Linked DNA regions of Urocitellus parryii: region 1 is linked to region 2. The links are chromatin contacts, called in public Hi-C maps. All regions are on one chromosome and are shown on one strand. Each heading gives the region's core, a stretch centred on a gene start, on an enhancer-like site or on the middle of the called end of the contact. The rest is flanking DNA. Distances are from core to core; before and after follow the strand shown. Region 1 holds the start of Wdr36 (WD repeat domain 36). Region 2 holds the start of Slc25a46 (solute carrier family 25 member 46).

Region 1 (3,198 bases), core at 544-3,043, 330 kb before region 2:
GAGTCCTCAGGTAATAAGCATTTTATGCCATTTTACAGAAATTTAAAAAAATGTATCATCCCCACCCGCCTCCAAAGAAAGCATCACAAGATCTAAAGGACATCTTAAAACACATTTTTATGACTAAATTTCAATGTGCAAATAATAGTAAATTTTTTTATAAAATGTTAAAGATGTTACTCTCCTAACAATAGGATTTCTTTGGAAGGGGCGGGGGATGTGTTTGTGCTTAACAAAATGTTAGGAAAGACACTGTACCAAACATATGATTTCAAAAGGAGATACAGAATTTTGAGACTTTTAAGTCTTTCTGGGTACAGTGATGTGGAAAAAGGAATGTTGGCAAGCTACAAATATAAATTTGACATAACCATTTACACAATAAAGGCAGTAAAATTATCCATTTATTTACTAGAGGATTTATTTAAATAAAAATGTGCTCATTAAATTTTTACTCTAAAGGTGGAAAAAGTTTTCTTTAAATGAGAAAATTACAAAAGTTATGTTTCAGGGAGGAAAACTTTAGCAAAACCAAAAATTGGCAAGTAAGAAAGAAGTGGGAAGAATGGTATCAATAAATACTCCCACATGATTTATGTCATTCTGACCCAACTTTCTCCATCACCATCCCAGGCTTCCAGAAACCCAACTCTCTTCACCTCACCCCATCCTTCTTTTCTTTTTACATTTACTCAACTAGCTCCCAATTCCCACTCTTCTTGTTAATAACCTCTTTAATTTTCACAGTTCTTCAAGGAAAACAACTCTACACCATGCTTTCCAGAAAAAGTGCTTAATAACCTTGGCTATTACCACCTTCATCATATTCCTGCTTTCCACACAACTTACATTATTTTGGAGAAGACAAGAGAAAGAACAACAAAATACTATTTCAATTAGTGGTAAATTTGGGGAAGGGGGAATCCATCATTAATAAGCAGCATGTAACTTTAGTTTCCTAATACTTACTTTCCTAAGTTATATAAGGGTGCTACAAAATTAGTAAAAAACTACCTTGCAAAGAAATTGCTGCAAAGCTTAGAGTGAAACGGCGCCAGATATTCAAAGTTGGTTGAAAACAGATGCTCAGGGGAAGTTCGGGGAAACTGGATTGCCATCGAATGTGAAGAGTCCCTTAAATCATCAACTCACCCTTCCAGTCCTCCTAAATGTATTTCAGTCCGGATTTCTAACCCAGTTTGTGTCGTCAGTTACACAATAAGTGTCTAGCGAGTCGTCTAAGGGCTTATCTTATTCATGTTCGCATCCTCTGGGAGGATCAATAATTATCTACTAAACAAATATGATACTTTAACACTGAGACATTCTCAAGTATTCATTCCTTAGCCAGGTTCCCTCCGAACTGCAAGAGCTAAAGCAGCGGCACCAGGGTTCAATGAGGGTGGCTAAATAGAACTGGGTGGGGTTACGGAAAAGAAGAGCAGAAAGGGAAATCCTCGTTGGGTGGGAGGGGAGAGCGGGAATGCCCCAGGACAGAGCTGGGAGCCGAGGAGGGTAGTTCTCGGGAAACCGGCAAAGAAATCACTCACGTCATACGTGTGGAAGCTCTTGCCCACGCAGGTCGTAACGTAGAACCGGCGCTTCAGCGAACTGAACCGCACCACGTGCGGGATATCATTACTAAAAAGCCCCAGGGCTCGGAATCCAGCGAACAGTGAGCTCGCCGAGCGGCCTTCCACGTGGCGTTCCATCTCTGCCACGGTCCCAATTCCTTTCGGCTCCGGTCCAGAGGGAAACCGCGCACGCTGCACCTCAGCACGTCTCGAGAAGAACCTTTGCCAGAGCTGGAAACTTGCGACCGCTTCCGGTACCTGCTGCCAATGGCGTTTGTGCGGACTGCCCTTAGTGCAATATGCAAAGAGCTCCCTCCTCAGCCCGCAGGAGATGGGCGACTTTGGTTCCGCTGGCCTCCGTGTCCACACGTTGTTCTGCGTGCGCTCTGGCTCTGTAGCTGGTGGAACCTTATGGTTGGGGAGCGGGAATCGCTGCGCCCTGGAAGGATAAGCTTGTGATGATGATGATGATGATGATGATGATCATTTTAAAAAGTACAAACCCCCGAGATTATCGAGAATATCCGAATACTGGATATTTGATGATACATAGAAGTTACAGTTAAATTTTAAGTCTATGATAGTAGTAAAGATCCTATGTTTTGAAGATACATATTTACAGATGAAATGATTACAAAATGTGTGAGGATTTACTCCAAAATAATTTTAAATGAGAAGCCGGATTTGATGAAATAAGATTAATAATTGTTGAAGCTAGGGAATTGGAGCGTTCATAATGCTATACTTTGGTATAAGATGGAACTATTCCATAATAGAAAACATTTTTGCTTTTTAATATTCCACTTAATCATGGAAATATATATAATTTTCATTACCAGATGTATATTTTTAAAGTTTTCCGAGTTGTGAATAAAGCAGGCAGATATTGCTTTTTTTTTAATGTTTTTTTTTTTTTTCCTTTTTTGGTACCAGGGATTGAACCCAGGAGTGCCTTATCATGGAGCCACATCCCAGCCCTTTCTTGTATTTTATTTAGAGACAGGGTCTCGATAAATTGCTGAGGCTGGTTTTGAACTCATGATCCTGCTGCCTCAGCCTCCCAAGTCACTGGGATTACAAGCATGTGCCACCATGCCCGGCCAAATATTGATTTTATACTCAGAATAAATACTTTTCAATATATTGGGAGCTTGGGAAGCTGTGAAGATGGCCTTAGGCCTGAGCCTAAGCAACTCCATTTCAAAAACTCCAATTTGAAACCTGCAGTGTCACCAGGCACAGCCAACAGATCCCTCCAGTAAGACCACAAACACATTACTTCCCCTCTCCCTGATAAACAGAGTGAAGTCTCTGGCAGGCTGTCCTAGCCTGACAAGAGGGAAAGGGGAAAAGATCAGGGTAGAGACCACCAGACCAGATGTTTCTGACCCCAGGGTAAATGGTGTCATGGAGAAATATGGTGGAAGCTGATATGGATTGAAAGGGGGTTCAAAAGCCCCAAAATTTAGTGTAAATAATAGAGTTAATGAAAAGGGATTTCACCAGCTGAAACAAGGATGTACTGGAGCTGGAGAGCCTAATGAGGACCTGACATCTCATCACTTGTCATCATTTCTTGATCCTCTGTGTGGTCTTCATGGCTCTCAAACTCTACCGCCTCGTC
Region 2 (3,519 bases), core at 182-2,681:
ACATCTTCAGTAGCTTATTAAACAATCATTCAAGTTTTTTTCCAGTTAAAACAAATAAAATAGTCAAGGAAATTAGTATAAGGCTAATGTGCAGAATATTTTTAATATGTGAGAATATAATTAATCTATTACCCTAATAATTCCAGGTGAATGGAATGAAATATATTTACATTTTACGAATAAAATGGGTGTTGAAAATATCTGGATCATGCAGTGTTGCAGTCAAAAATACCTCTCACTTTACTTCCTGCAAAGAATAAACGTCTTTTGACTCCAAAGTTTTATCATGTAATTGTATCAATGTTTCTAACTCTTAAGTGGATTTTTTACACCAAGAAAGCAGGAAAAAGGAAAATTACAGGAAGGAAAATTTCTAGATTAGAGATCTGAAAAACAAATAGATCTCCCATGATGAAAAGGGTAAAGGAAGAAAATGGATACTGTATTAACTACTATGTGTTCCATATCCTGCTAGACCTTATGCAAGTCATCTCAAAACTTGTAAAACACCCTATCAGGTATTCTACAAGTCTTAGAGATGAGAAAAACTAAGTCTTCCAGTTATTAAAAAAGAAGTCCAGTTTATGAGTGGCAGAGCTAGCCTTAACCCTAATTTGACAATTGTGAAAAGCTTCTCTTTCTGGAACACAAAGCTACAATTAAAGCCATTAATTAAATCGAGAAAAAAAATAATAAAAGCTGCCAAAGTGAATTAAGTAACAACAAATAACCAAATTCCTTTCTTCCTTGATTCAGATCATTGGCACAACCCCTAAAATTTCCTACTATGCACCCTATAGCTAAGGCAGATGTCTTTTTTGGAGGTGATCCGGGAGAAAACGAATGCGTTAAGAGGGAGGAGGCTCACTTCAAGAACAGAGGACGAAAAGAGGGCAGAGGGTGTGGGGCGCGATAGGCCAAGAAGGCGCGGGGGCGGGAGCCTCTGCACAGTTTCCGGGGTCTGCGGGCTTCTCGCACCGCTCAGCCAACCCATCCACCCGCCCCGGCCTCCGGCGCGACGCCCCTCACCAGTGCTTTGCCCCTGCACGCTGGTACTGCAGCCGCCGGGAAAGGGTTCCTCCGCGGGGCCCTCGTGCGGGGTGGAGGCGGAGGGCACGCCATAGGGCGGGCTTTTCTCTCCCCAGTGCAGGTTGCGGCTGCCGGGGATGTCTGGGGGAGTAGTCACCCAGTGGCCTAGGTCCGACCCGGAGGTGAAGGACCTGGCAGGGAAAGCGCCACCAAATCCCTGCTCGTCCCGGCCACCACCCCGGTAGCCCAGGCCATCGAATCCGTCCGGGCGCCGCGGATGCATTGCAGCAGGGGCTGAGCGAGCCCACCCGGAGCCCACCACCACCACCGGGGCAAAGGCGACCTAGGGCCGCACAATTCCCCTTCCCCGGCAGCCGCTGCGTCTGGGGGAATTCTGACAACCGGAAGTCACGACGGGAACACGGAAGTTCCTGGAGCACGTGATCATAGCTCTTCCTGCCATCTTTATAGCACGGTTGCTAGGGAAACACGGAAGCAACCTCCAGCCGATCCTCAAAATTGTCTTCTATTGCGAGGAGGTTGCAAGTGGAGTTAAAGACCGTATCAAAAAGATGCGGCCTGGATGGGAGGAAGTCAAAGATGTTTCTTTACTTTGAGAGGGAAGACTGCGCTCGCCTTAGAGCTAAGCCGCTTAGCTGTTGGCCAGAAATGTCTCGCAAGCACCTATCCCCGGGATGTTTTTTCTCACACTTCTGGTACCTCGCCAGTCCCCAGGGGGCTGGTATAAGTTAAAGCTGTTAGTACGTTCCTACTAGCTTTGTCTACCGCTTTTTTGGCTTTGGGAAAAAATCAGTTGAAAGATTTGGGTTCCCCCAGTGAAACAATATCGCTTTTGAACGAGCGTTAGGAAAGTTCAAGTGAAAATCGAGAACCACCCTCCCCCTCACACACTAAAACAAACCGCCCTCCGGGATTTAGGAATTAAGTATTTTACTTTCTAAGGCTGCAGAGCGACTGTAAACAGTTTTCCTGTTTATTTTACTTGTGCATCTAAATCACCCAGGGTATTTAAATCCCATCTATTATCATTCAAAATCGGGACCACCCCTAGCTGAACGAGGAAGACTTGTGTGGAGTCCCCTACTACCTGTTTTCATGAGCTCCATAGGCTCTTGGGGCAGAGTGTTTCTCCCTAGATCTGACCGAGTCTTGCATGGGTTCTTCCTGTGTCTCTTCTTTCCCACCGGACGCTTAGAATCCCGAGGGCTTTCAGAAGAGAACCCTGACGTACTGTTCTCAATCTTCATTAAAGTGATAATCAACTTCGTTTTGAGTGAATTGTTGTGGTGGCCAGGTTGGGTTGATTCTCTTAATTGTATCCAGTATTACTCCAGTACTAACACCAAATAACTGGACAAGGAATACCAAATTAGTTACTAGACATGACTATAAAAAGTATTTCTCTGCTCCTTAGGGATGATTGGCTCAAGGATGGGATTGTCTCGAGTCCTAAATTTACTGTTTTGTTAAAGGAAAAGCAGAAGTATCGAAGCTCTGCGTATGTGCATGTGTGTTTGTATTTTTAATATGAAAAGATGCCGTCTCACAATTTCACATCCCCATCAGCATTAGTAGAGAAAGGATGAAGTATTAAAAGAAGAACTTCTGGGTAGCCAGTTAAGGAAGAAAATTTTAAAAATCAGTAAAAGTTCCCACTCTCAAATTCCATTCTGTAATGGTGTATTTTTTCTTTGTTTTTTAAAAAATTAAATACTGAAAGAAAATATTAGGTGAATATTTTTAGAGTGGACTGGAAACTTTGTAAGACTAACAGCAAAGTTAAAAACCATTTAAGGAATCAGAGGACGAGTATAATTAATTTGTATAAAATTTAAATGTCTGTTCAGCAAATGAAAAAAGAAAAACAGTTATCCAAATGGAAAGGCAAATCATGGTTTAAACAATAGGTCCTTATTTTTAGTGTAGAGTATTTACCAGTGAATAAAGTAAATCAGTAGAAATCTAGTATGAACAAACAGATTTTTAAAGAATAATAATTGCAAGTGGATAATATTCATATGAAAATTAATAAAATGCCATTTGTTAATTAAAAAATTTAAATAGCAATTGTCTTTCACCTATTTCAATGGGTAATCTGTAAAAGGGGAAGTGTGCATTATTGGGTACCAGTTAAGAAAAAAGTGTCTAGTTGGTTTGAGGAGAAATATAAATGCAACAAGTTATTGATGGAGAGGAGTTTGGCAAATCATATCAAAAACAAAACAAAAAATAATTTTTATCTTTTGACTCCTAAATCTTAGGAACAAATAATCTTGTTTATGATATGTATAATACAAAATTTGTGGTGTATTTGCTCAAAATAGAAAAAAATTATAGCAATCTAAATAGACAGTAATTATTAATATATTATTAAATGATATATCCATATGCCCTTTTAATTAAGATATGTTTATTGAGTACCTGTCTTGCACCAGGTATTATTTTAAGCAAGAGTGATAAAGTGGTAAA

What was found. A called contact is a pair of places that touch in the nucleus more often than the background predicts.
Region 1: a contact with region 2 is called in a Hi-C map of liver, with 5 times the contacts expected there. The contact joins the promoter of Wdr36 here to the promoter of Slc25a46 in region 2. A contact is called at or near these places in 2 of 2 Hi-C or Micro-C datasets (liver and muscle).

The regions. Positions count from the first base shown.
Region 1 is chr1:90,953,232-90,956,429 of mUroPar1.hap1, reverse strand. Wdr36 (WD repeat domain 36) reads right to left here and starts at 1,793. Exons shown (of 23, transcript XM_026391310.2): 1 at 1,551-1,793. The coding sequence starts at 1,712.
Region 2 is chr1:90,618,601-90,622,119 of mUroPar1.hap1, reverse strand. Slc25a46 (solute carrier family 25 member 46) reads right to left here and starts at 1,431. Exons shown (of 8, transcript XM_026391309.2): 1 at 1,030-1,431. The coding sequence starts at 1,312.